Regions from separate parts of the Gossypium hirsutum genome. Here region 2 is linked to region 1. Evidence: chromatin contacts called from public Hi-C data. All regions are on one chromosome and are shown on one strand. Each heading gives the region's core, a stretch centred on a gene start, on an enhancer-like site or on the middle of the called end of the contact. The rest is flanking DNA. Distances are from core to core; before and after follow the strand shown.

Evidence for each region. Hi-C and Micro-C count contacts between places; a contact is called where the count stands out from the background.
Region 2: a Hi-C map of leaf shows a contact between it and region 1, with 2.2 times the contacts expected there. The contact joins the promoter of LOC107930729 here to the promoter of LOC107930732 in region 1. A contact is called at or near these places in 5 of 34 Hi-C or Micro-C datasets (callus, leaf and an unstated tissue).

The regions. Positions count from the first base shown.
Region 1 is chrD10:61,986,035-61,992,556 of Gossypium_hirsutum_v2.1, forward strand. LOC107930732 reads left to right here and starts at 1,773. Exons shown (of 18, transcript XM_016862447.2): 1 at 1,773-2,093; 2 at 2,783-2,992; 3 at 3,384-3,479; 4 at 4,658-4,710; 5 at 4,950-5,046; 6 at 5,147-5,220; 7 at 5,883-5,988. The coding sequence starts at 1,944.
Region 2 is chrD10:62,188,261-62,194,766 of Gossypium_hirsutum_v2.1, forward strand. LOC107930729 (protein-tyrosine-phosphatase MKP1) reads left to right here and starts at 4,713. Exons shown (of 4, transcript XM_016862443.2): 1 at 4,713-4,849; 2 at 5,123-6,506. The coding sequence starts at 5,463.

The DNA.
Region 1 (6,522 bases), core at 523-3,022:
TTACATGTGCTTATGATACCAATAGTATGTGATTGATAAAAATGTAATTGTTATGAAAATTATTTTACAATGTTTGGCAGTTGAGTAAAATATTTGAAAACTAATGTTATTTTATAAAATTGCCCTTATCAAATGAAAGGATAGTGTTCATATATTTTAATGATTTTTATTCACAAATATTTGTATTAATTTAAAAGGTATAATTTTCTCACATTTTGATTAGATCTGTTGCATGAATGCATCTAAAAACAACTTGCATATTACCTCAGTATTCTGAAGATGTACGAATTTGCAAACATTTTTTTTTCTCCTTACATTAAGATATAAATTAAAGTGTATCCATATATTAGATATATGTATTGAAATTATCTTAATACTAAAATTTGATATCAATGAAAACATATTTTAAAAGATAGTCAAAGAAAATAAAGATATTTGCCTAGTGATACAACTATGACTTGTTAAAAAGGGGAAGAATAAGGAAATTGAATATCCTGAAACAAAAAATAAGACGCATTTGGAAGGGAAAGAATCAGTATGAGGGGTTGGTGAATGATTGACGAGGAGGAAAAATTAATGGTGGGCCAACCATGAAGGCTAATGGAAAAGATCCACCATCTACCATTGAGAAAGGCCGGTCCAAAGAGATAAGGGTAGGAGAAAGTAAGGGAAATGGGCCTTGGATCCCTCCTGGTTTCAATTCGGTCTTTATTAGTGCTACTATCTTACCAGAATCGAATCACATAGCTGTGATCGTTAAGGACGACAATACATTAGTCGGCCACTTTATTGCGTCTTTTTCAAAAGATCCCATGCATGCAACGAAGAGGGTTGGTACATTTATGCATGAGATGATCAAGTGTGGGTTTAAAATGTGTAGTGCCAAATCTTTAGGGCCATTGCTGTCTGAATGGATTGATTCAGTCTGGTACATTTTATTTTATTTTTACTTTCCATCCCATGAGAAATTAACTCTCTGACTAATTATTAAGGGGCAACTTTCCATTAAATTCCTAGGGCATTGTGCATACTAAATATCGGAATTATGTTTCAACTAATTAAATTCCTTAAAAATGATAATTTTCCATCATACCAAGTGCTTCGCCTTCATAACTATATTTGAATAAAAACATGACTCATTACTTTAGATGTACAACACCCAGTCTCACCACCAAGTTGTTTTTGTTTGTATCATTCATCCCAGTGACTTAAACATAGTAACACATCATGAAAGGTGATTGTACCTGAGAGGTTCCTCTAGGACCTGATAAAACTAGTCTCTCCAACATTAAATAGATTAATTTAATCCCTGTATTATTAAAAAAATTAAATAATGCCAAATTGGAATAAATTTAATATTTACTTTTTAGTAGAGTTAAGATTTTTAAAGTTTGTATAGTTCCGTGACTAAAATATTTTGTTTAAAATTGAATTGTAATCGTAAAAAAATAATTTTCAAACTATTTTTTATACTATAAATGTTAACTCTATTATAATTTAGACTTATTTAATTTTTCAATAATATACAGACTAAATTAATTTATTTAATAATGAGAATTATTTAACTTGGTCCTTATAACCTATTGTAAAATAAGTAAATAACAACTTCAATGCCCAATAAAAAAATATTTTTTAAACCTTTTATTATTACAAAATTACATAATTAGCTATAAGATAAAAAGAAAAGGAAAAGAAAAAAAATCTGTTGGTCACAGCACGTCGCATCATCCTAGAATTCCACATTTAACGCCGTCGTTTTCTTACACTTCATCATTTGAACAAAAAGTACAATAACGATCGAAGAACACATTTTCCCCCATTTCCTGTCTCAGAACTCCAAAACCCTAACATTTCCTCACAGAAAAAAATAGAAAATAACGAAAGAAATTACTTAAACCTAATTGCATTGATCGACCTAGCGGTAAAGCTAGAAAATAAGCGAAATGTCGTGGCTGAGGACGGCGGTGAACAAAGCGGTGGAGGTTGGGAACAATAATAACATCACGCGAAACATCAAAAACTATGCCGATACCGTTGTTCATCATGCTGGTCAGGCTGTTGCTGAAGGAGCCAAACTCTTTCAAGATCGCATTGTAATTTCTTTTTTTCCATTCATTTTTGTAAATGTTATTTATTTGCAGTTTGAGGTTTTCATGTTGCAATTTCATGCTGAATGGTTTTTTAGCTTGAAAGGTTTGCAATGTTGATTTTCTTTTTTAAAAATTTGAAATTTAGAGTTATTTTCATAATAATTACTTTGTTGTTATGGAAGTTCTAGATTATAGTTTTAGCGTTTTCATTTTGGTTTAAAATTGATTGTGTGTTTTGGTTGTTCAGTTAGAAGATAATGAAATGTATGTAATAATCTAAACAGGTTTTTTTTTTTAATAAATCAACAAAATGCGATTAAAATCGAATTATAATTGGAGAAATGTGTCTCTTTGGCGGAATAAATTATTTTTCTATACACTAGCCACATCTATATACATATTTTACTGAATTTTTTTGTTTAATTTTAATTGGATTTGGCAATTTCCCTTTCAAGTAATATTGTTATGCTGTTATTTGGTCTAATGTTAAATGTGGCTTGTGATGTTGTAAACTGATATTAAGAGCTTTGTGATTTGGTCAGTTGTCACATCAGAGTCAGCTGTCATTTCTGACTTGATTTAATGCGCTCCTAGATAGTTATTTACCTTGTTTACTTTTAGAAATTCTTTTTCCTGTTGTTGGTATCCTATAATATTGTTATTGGACTTGCTTAAGTTGTGTGGTTATGCAGGGGTCTCATAGTATCAGAAGTGTAAGGCAAACTGTGAAAAGATTGGAGGAAGCAGCAATCTCTTGTAGGGGTTTTGAGAGAGCTATGCTGCTGAGAAGATGGTTGGTTGCACTAAAAGAAATTGAGAAGTTATCTGAAGGCAGTCAAAATAGCCTCGAGCAAGTTCTTGCTTCTGATGAAGCAAAGGACACCCCAAAAAGGCCGTCACTGGTGAGTTATTCCTTTTGTTAACAAACACCAAATTGAATGCAGTGAATTAAGTTAAGTGTTACTTATTGAGTTGTAAATTAAATGTTTTTGTCAATGTCTGCTCAACAAGGGGATAGGTAGGTTCACTTTGGTTGCGTAGTCTGAGATCAAATTATATTGTGTTTCTTTCATGAGTTAGGTTAAATAGTTTAATATACCTTATTGTCATATCCTTAGATTTCCTTTTTATTTGTTGCATGAAGTGTATTTTTATTTGTTACATTTTGAAACTAATGCTGTTGATTAATTGTTTGTGTGCCTGAAATAGGTTCAATTGCTGAACTAATGCTACATTTCGAATAAGTTTCTTGTGTCATGACTCTATCTTTTGATCATTTTTAATGATCGATAGGTTTTGTATTATGACTCTGATATTGGGGATGCACCGATGAATTTTCAAGAGGTTTTCCTTCAAAGCCAGGCTTTGGAGTGCATAACAATATCTATGGTATGATTTGATATCTTGGTCATTTGTTCCTATTTTCTTTTTAATCAGAATTCATCAAGATAATATAGAATCTTGAATGTATCATAAACATTTTTAGACATTTATTTCCATGCTTTGCTAGCATAGTTATTGACTAATTTTTAGAGGATTAGGCATTAGATGAAGTTTTGGAAAAGTCAACATTTCAGGTATGGTCATTCTGGATCTAAATCTTTCCCTGAAAAAGAAAACTAAAATAAACAATCCGGATAGTTCATTTGTTCCTATTTTCTTTTTAATCAGAATTCATCAAGATAATGTAGAATCTTGAATGTATCATAAACATTTTTAGACATTTATTTCCATGCTTTGCTAGCATAGTTATTGACTAATTTTTAGAGGATTAGGCATTAGATGAAGTTTCAGAAAAGTCAACATTTCAGGTGTGGTCATTCTGGATCTAAATCTTTCCCTGAAAAAAAAAACTAAAATAAACAATCCGGATAGCTCATTTAAATAAAGAAAGATATAAAATATTTTATCATGGGCCTCGTTAATTTTTTGATATTTTTAATGATAACTGAGTAATGATTTTCCAAACAAAAACAAATGAATGCCTAATTCCTGCACTTCACGAGGTTTATAACAGCTTTACTGGAAATTGTTCTTAGTCTTGAGTTCCATGCAAGAACTGGAGCTTTAATCTTTAAATGTTCCCTAAGATCATTAAATCCTATCAAACACAGTAAGCTATGAAGCTGCTTCAATACCTGTTATGCTTTATGCTATCAAAACCATAAAAACAAAAAAAACTTTAGTGATACATTTACTGAGCTCAGTATGGCATTAAGTAGAAATTTTAATGATTGAATCATCTTCAAGGAAAATTATAAGAAAGCTCTTAGTTTGTTGTGTTCTATCAATATAAGTACATTTAAGTTATTTATAGATATGTCATCTTTTCTGCTGGAGTATCTTAGATGTCTTCATGTAAGATTGTATGTTTGATTTTCTGTAATTTTTATCTAGCCATGTTCAGAATTTGTGAGAACCTTTTTTTCATTATTAGCTAACAAGTTAATATCATGAATGAAAGAGCTTACTATTTCCAAAGGCATGGGCTTTTGTATTGAACTTTTATGCTTTTGGAATACCTGATCATTGAGGTTAACGCAGGTTAAATATTTTCTATGTTTCAGATTATTGAAGCTCCAAATGAGGAAGAGATTTCTCTGCTCCAGGAGATGTTTCGGCAAGTCCTCTCACTTTATCTCTATTGATTTATTATAAGCTGGAATGTCAACGTTGAGGATTTGCCATCACAGTTTAAAAGTGTCTGTTTCTAACATATGCAGAATAATTTCATTTTCTGCCTCTTCTTGTATGTTTTGTTTGGTTACGTGGGACAAATAATTTATTATTATGAACATTTAGCCTGAAACTTAAATAGGATTTTGGTAATTTCCTTTAATTAAATAATAATACCTGCAGGCTCTGCCTTACTGGAGGAAAAGAAGTTCACAATGCTGTAGTCAGCAGTATACAGGATCTAGCTTTTGCCTTTTCTAGCTACCAAGATGAAGTGCTGGTAACTTGTTGGAACCCATGCTACATTCTGAATGCAATTTAGAAAGATTCAAAGTTTAATGTATTCCCTTCTTTTTTTCCTCAAACATGGAAATTTATAGGTGAAACGGGAGGAACTGCTTCAGTTTGTGCAAAGTGCCATAACAGGGTTGAAAACCAGTGCAGATCTTTTAAGGTAGTTTAAAACAAAATACTTCCATTTCCTGTCCTTCAGCCCATGTTATAATGCGTACACTTCCCTGTTATGTTTTCTCTACTTTGGCTTTGGGTTCTTGGTTCATGTTTCTGACAATGCCAACATCTTGTATGTTTCTGGACTATTTTACTCTGACCCTTCATTTTTCCTAAAATACCCATGTCCAACACCCATATCCAACGTCTATCTGGATTTGGGTATGGAGGTAAGATTCTCCAACTATATAATAAAAACTGAAAAACTTTGAGCATACCTGTGATGGATGATACCCGTATTCAACACTCTTGAGTGGGTGACGTAACTTTTGGCAGTGTCTAATTGAATTTTTCTTTAATAATTATAGTGTAATTTTCCCTCTTAAAATGAGTTTTAACTTCTAATAACTAGCTAAGATATTTTTGTAGGCATGAATAAAAGTTACTTTTGATCATATTTTCATGTGCCCAGTTTGCATCTATGTTGGCATAAATCTACCTGCTTATCCTATTTTAACAGAGGAGGATTCAATATCATATTTTTTGGCTCATGTTGTGTAGCTACCATATTTTCCAGAAACTTTAGATATTGAAATTTGAGGTTTTTGATTGCTACACTTAAGCAAGAGAAATTAATATTTTGTATCTTTTAATCTCCAATGACAGATCGGATATTGAAGCTTCTGATTTGAAGAAAAAACTCAATAAGTTGAGCACACGAAAAGAAGGTCATGATAATGCATCAGAAAAGACTGCTAAAGTGACTATTGAGGTGAGCAGTGAGTTTAATGTGAACTATGGTAAACTTTGCTTATCCATTTTGTGGAAGTTTGGAATTTATAGTGTATTGTATGTTAAGTAGAAAACCTGGTCTAATGTCAGGGAAACAATTTTCAAAATTCCTGTTAGTTTTCGATCTGGACAAATCAAATTGCTAGTATAACATTATACTGGTTTAATTTGCTTGTTTATCTTGCAGTTGCTTGACGCTAATTATTTCTTTTTACTTCATTGTTGCTCTTGCATATGGTTCTTTAAAGTGTCACTTGTTGAATAATCTGTTTGCACTTGATAAAGCTGCAAAAGAATGTGATAGAAACACTTGGATTTCTTATTGGAATAAGTGTTATTTGATATTCCTTTGCCACAGAATGGTATGTTCTGGGTGTTTCCCAGACTTCTCTCTCTCTCTCTCTCTCACAAAAAACCAGCTTAGACTCTTAGTTGAGTGACGCATGAGCTTTTAAATATTATTTTTTTATTTCAGTAATATTTATAAATTTTTGACATATTATGGATAGCCAAG
Region 2 (6,506 bases), core at 3,463-5,962, 210 kb after region 1:
ATTACATTTTTATGCATGGCAAAACCATAATGAATACGAGAGTATAAAAATGACACGAATAATGATAACAAAAAAAGAGGCAAACCTACAACATATGAACAATAAAATATAAGATCGAAATATTCATTCAAAATAATAATGAAAATGAAATAAATAAATAGTAAATACAAAGTAAAACAATGGTAATGAATAAAAATATAATATATATATGTTAGAATTGTAAAGTATAAAATTAAAAAAAATAAAGAAAAAATAAAAAATCTATGTACATAAAAATGTGTAAGTAAGTATGTATATATATATATTAAAAGGTATGTATGAATATGTATATATATACTTAAAAATTATCAAATATAAGAAATTTATATAAGTATGTATATGCACATATATGTATATAAAATTAGTGTACATATATTCGTAAAAGATATATATAGATATACACATAGATATTTTTATAAACTATAAAATAGATAAAATATGAGTATTTATATATGTATTAAAAATTCTATAAAATATATATACACATATATATGCACTTGTATAATAATAATGATAATATAATAGGGAATTATAGAAATAATAATAGTAATAATAACATAAAATTGCTAAAATATGGGCTAAATCGAAATAAAAATGAAAATGTAGGGCGAAATTGAAAGAAAAATAAAATAAAAGGGACTAAATTACAGAGCGCGCCAAAAAGGGAAAGGATCAAATGGGCAAATAACCCAACCGCTTCAAAACGCAGCGCAGCAGTGGGCCAGATTGAAATAAAATTAAAATTATAGGGCTAAATTAAAAATAACAGAAAATAATGAAATAGGGCCAAATTGAAGCGCGCCACAAATCGGAGGGACTGTGCGCACAAATAGACCCTTAAACAAAAAGGCGCGGGTCCTCGGGTGCGGGTTGGGTCGACGCGCTGATCCCCTCCCCTAAAACGGCGCCGTTTCATTTTGAATATAAATAATAGAAAAAAACTAAAAAAAACAAATCAGATTCATTTAAAAAAAAAGGCTGAGAGAGAACTCTCTCTCTCTCATTCTTTCAGGCTCGGTGCCGGTCATCGGCCGAACTAGGCCTCTGGCGATTCTCCGCCCTAGCGGCGCCGCGTATGGTGGCCGGAGACTCCAAAATCGGATCTTTTTTGATCATTTTCGAAGTTAAGTGCATCTTAAGCACGAATCGAATGGCTAAATCCGAAAAAGGAGGTCCGAAACTTGAAGAACGAGGAGAGACCGCTCGTCCTTCCCCTTTCGATGTAGCACAGGTAACGCCTATTCCTATTTTGTTTCGTTAAAAGAGTTGTAGAAAATAAACAAAAAATAAAATAGAAGACAGAAAATAAAAAACCGCAAGATCTGAGAAAATAATTTAAAATCAACCTTTTTTCTTTTGCTTTTTAATCTTCTTATTATTCACTGGTTGTTGTTAATTCATTGTAAGAAAAATACAGACATGGTGTTTGGCTTTTATAGCCGATCCATTTCTATTTTCTCTATTATTTGCTACTTTGCGTGTTTCCCCCTTGTTTGCAGAGTGATTTGATGCTGATGGGTTAGGTGGCAGAGTTGGTGGTTGCTAGAGGCGACGGCAACAGAGAGGAAATAACGGCGGCGACGTGGAAGTCAAAAGGGTAGGTGGTGCGGCTAAAGGCAGTAGGCTAGGGTTCTGTTTTCTGATTTGCACTTTGGGCCATTTGGGCCATTAGGGTTTAGTTTTAGTGGGTTTAGATTTTGGGTCTAGGTTTGGGCTGATAGGTAAGGTCTAGGTGGTATTGGGTTAGTGTTGGGTTTGGTTATTGGGTAATGGTTCTTGGGCCTGGGTCTTGGGAAAATTGGGTTGTACAATTATGATTCTAATGATCTGGGTTTCTGCTGTTTGGACTTTTCTCTGTATTGATGGTGGTGTTTCTGCTGCTGCAACTTCTGCCATTTTCAACCATGTTTGGTTGTGGTTGTGGTAGTGGACTTTGGTGGACTTTTCAATTTGTGGACTTTTCAACCATTTTCAACTTCTGCCATTGCCGATCTTCTGCAACTTATGCCCTTTCTCTGTAACAAAGGGTGGTTGTGTAGGTACAAATAGAAAATTTAAAGAGAAATGTGCTTAATATATGTAAAAATAAATCATATATGTATATTAATATGTATATTAATAGAAAATTTAAAGAGAAATGTGCTTAATAGAAAAATTATTAATATGTATATTAATATATGTAAAAACAATTTTTCCAAAAAATATTAATAAATAATTTTAATTAATTACATAATTAATTAAAATATTGGAAGATACATTTTAATATTTTATTAAATGAATTTATAAATTCACATATTTTAATAATTTTAAAAAAGTAAAATAATTTAAAAAATTTCTATTATATATCAATTCTAATATGATGTCCTTAATAGTCATTTCTTATTCTCACCTTACTGCTACAGCTGCATTTGAATCCAAACACACACTCCACCATTATTTCTAATTTCACTGCTATAGTATCTAATCTCACCGCTACAGTAACTAATCTCACCGCCACCGCTATTTTTAACCTCACCGGAGCAAAACACACCGCTCATCCAAACTAAGCCTAAGAAGGATTAGTGTTGCATTGTGTAACTGCAGATGTGATAGCATGATAAATTGTGCTTTCCAAATGGAAAAGTTTGAGCTATTATGAAGCTTAAGAGGTATTTGGGATTGGATTGGGTGAGGTGAGAAAAAAAAAATCTAATTTAGAGATATTTGGCTCTTATAACATTTAAGATTTTGAAAGAATAAGAAGAAAGACACAAAAGTTCATTGATAAGTAAGCCTATCTATAAAAATATAAAACTAAGATAAGGCAAATTATTTAAAAACAACAATAGTTAAAAATATTTAAAATACAAATTAAATTCAAATTTTAAAAATAGATAAAAATTAACTAAGATAATAGAAAAATAGAAAATATATTTTTCGAAAAGGTGAAAAAACTAAAAGGTTTAAATATGTTGTTAGTCTTTCTATTCTTTAAAAATTTGAAGTTTACTCTCTTTATTTGCTGAATTTGTAATTAAAGTCCAATCGATAATACTGATAATGAATTTTCTTTAAATTTGAATAGTTGATATTTAATATTTAAAGATGTAATTTAAAATTAATCTTCAATTAATAACGTATTCAAATTTAATAATAGTAAACTAAAGTTATCATCAATTAAGTTTTAATTTTTAAATTAGATAAAGAGATACTGAAGTTCCATAAAAAAAGTATAGAGAATAAATTTTAAATATATGAAAAATACAATAACTGTACATATAATCAAATCAAACTAAAAATGATAAATGAATCAAACTAAAAATGATAAATTATAGTAAATAAAGTCCTGACCAATGACAATCAAATGAGAAGAAATCTTACCTTGGACGCAAGATTGTATGATTTGTGGATGTTCTTCTTTATTAGTTATGGAAGTTCGTTGGAAATTAATATATTTGGTTCTAATCATTTTGCATGCTATCCTTTTGAATGGGAGGCCCTTTTTTGTATTATTTGCTGGCAGCTTTGGATAAGGAGGAACAATTATGTGTTTAATGCAGACTTTATTAAGAATGAAAGTGTTTTAGAAAAGAGTTACCGTATGAGGGAAAGTTATCTATATTCAAACTTTGGATCAATGGGGGCCTTAAGGCATTCAAAAGCTAAAACTTGTAAGTTGATCAGATGGATTCCACCAGATAATGAGTGACATAAAGTGAATAAAGTCCTGACCAATGACAATCGAATGAGAAGAAATCTTACCCCATATGCAAGATGTATATTTGTGGATATTCTTCTCTATCAGTTTTGGAAGTTGGTTAGAAATTAATATATCTGGTTTTAATCATTTTGCATGCGATCCTTCTAAATGGCAGGCCCTTTTTGGTATTATTTGCTGGCAGGAACAATTATGTGTTTAATGCAGACTTTATTGAGAATGAAAATGTTTTGGAAATGACTTACCATATGAGGGTAAGTTATCTCTGTTCAAACTTTGGATTGATGGGGGCCTCAAGGCATTCAAAAACTAAATCTTGTAAGTTGATCAGATGAATTCCACCGGATGATGAGTGACATAAAGTGAATACTGATGGTGCAGTCTGCAAAGTGTTCGGGAATGCTGCTGCAGGTGGTCTGATCTGCGATCAGCATAAGACGTGAATTTCTGGTTTCTCAAGGAATATTGGTAACTGTTCAGTTATCAATGTTAAACTTTGGGGAGCTCTGAAAGGTCTTCAACTTGCTTGGAACCTTGAGTTGAAACAAATAATTCTCAAGTTGGATAGTATAGAAGCTATTCAAGAAAATGCAACTAATCAACATTACTCAACTCTGGCACGTAATATTAAGAACATGTTGTAACTTCCTTGGATGGTTAAAGTTATTCATACTTTTACAGAGGGTAACAAGATAATTGATGGTTAGCGTTAATGGCATTATCAAGACTAGTGGGTAGGTAGTTTTCATGGAACGAAGCCCTATAATCACTATATGATAATTATTTCAGTGACTTATCCACAAATAATTTAAGTTAATGATTTAATCATTCTCTTTATAAAAAAAAAACTCATAGAACAAGGACCTTTTAAGAAAGGAGTATTTGACCTTGTTTTTTCTGATAAAATAGAAATAAAAAAATAAAAGGGAAATTATTGAAAAAGACTGGTAAACATATACCGCACTTACTGACCCCTCCTTTCATTTCCCCTTCTTTTTATTCGTTTTTATTTTTTACTTTATTTTCCCCCTCTTTTTCTCTCTCTCTCTTTCTCTCCCTCTTCAGTTTCACTCTTCCCATGGCTTCTTTCTCTTCCTTTCCTTTCCTTTCCCTGTAAGCCCCAATCTCGCTCTTTTTTATTTATTTTTCTCTATTCTCTTAAGGCTTTTTTCTACGTGTATGTATATTTTAAATTTTATGTTATTCTGAAGTTGCTTAGATAGATTTACAAATTGGGTTTACCGTTTTTTTGTTTCATTGTTGTTAATTTGCTTTGAATTGGAACTCTGGGTTTACTTCCCCCCCCTATTTACCTGTGTTTTTTTATTGAATTTTGTTCTTTATAAGATGGGAAGTTGTTTTATTCTTTAATTTTTGTATTTGCAGTGACTTGTTCCTCATGGCTGATCTGACATGGGTTTTCGATTTTATCATGTCCACTCGTAATTTCAAGTGCGGTTTTTCTTTCCCAACTTGTATCTTTTTTTAATGGTTCTAGGTTTTGTCTGAATACTTCAAGTGAGGGTATTGAAAATAGGTATGGTGAAAACGTTGAAACTAGTGGGAAGTTAGAGTTTTTGTTAGGTTTTTAGATTTTGGTTATATTTGTTTTATGATTTTATGAAGGTATTTGTAATGTTGGAATCATGGTGAATAGGTAGTAGGGTTTAGTTGGTTCTTTGTGTTTATTTTTCAAGTTTAGCTAAGGTGATATTGTGAAGTGGGAATGGTGGGCAAAGAGGATGCTCCTGTTAATCCTACTCCTAGGGCTCCATCATGTCAACTTTCTGGCTCTCGGAAAATGTTTTGGCGTTCGGCTTCGTGGTCCTCGTCCAGAACCAGTCTTCAAATTCCTGAAACTGATAAAGATATAGGAGCAGATACTAATGTTAACAATGGTACTAATGATGGACAAGCTCGTCGGTATCCTCCTCCTCCCTTAACCCCACGTTCGCAACAGAATTCTAAGGCCAGGTTGTGTTTGCCACCTCTGCAGCCGTTGTCGATTGCACGGAGAAGTTTGGATGAGTGGCCGAAGGCTGGTTCTGATGATCTTGGTGAGTGGCCACAGCCACCCACACCGAGTGGGAACAAGAGTGGTGAGAGGTTGAAGCTTGACTTATCATCGATTCAGTGGAGTAATGATAAGAATGGCGGGCTTATGAAAAGGGAAAAGATTGCTTTCTTTGATAAAGAATGCTCAAAAGTGGCTGAACATATTTATCTTGGTGGAGATGCCGTTGCAAAGGATAGGGAAATACTAAAACAGAATGGGATTACTCATGTTTTGAACTGTGTGGGATTTGTTTGTCCTGAGTATTTCAAGGCCGACTTTGTTTACAGAACTCTGTGGTTGCAAGATAGTCCATCAGAGGATATTACTAGCATACTTTATGATGTTTTTGATTATTTTGAGCATGTTAGGGAACAGAGTGGAAGAGTTTTTGTTCATTGTTGCCAGGGGGTATCAAGGTCCACATCACTGGTGATAGCGTATCTTATGTGGAGAGAGGGACAGAGTTTTGACGATGCCTTTCAGTATGTGAAGGCTGCAAGAGGAATTGCAGATCCAAATATGGGTTTTGCTTGCCAGTTGTTACAGTGTCAAAAAAGGGTTCATGCTTTCCCGTTGAGCCCTAGTTCCTTACTGAGGATGTATAGAATTGCGCCTCATTCGCCTTATGATCCTTTGCATCTAGTCCCTAAAATGCTGAATGATCCATCCCCTTCTGTACTGGATTCTAGAGGTGCATTTATTGTTCAGATACCT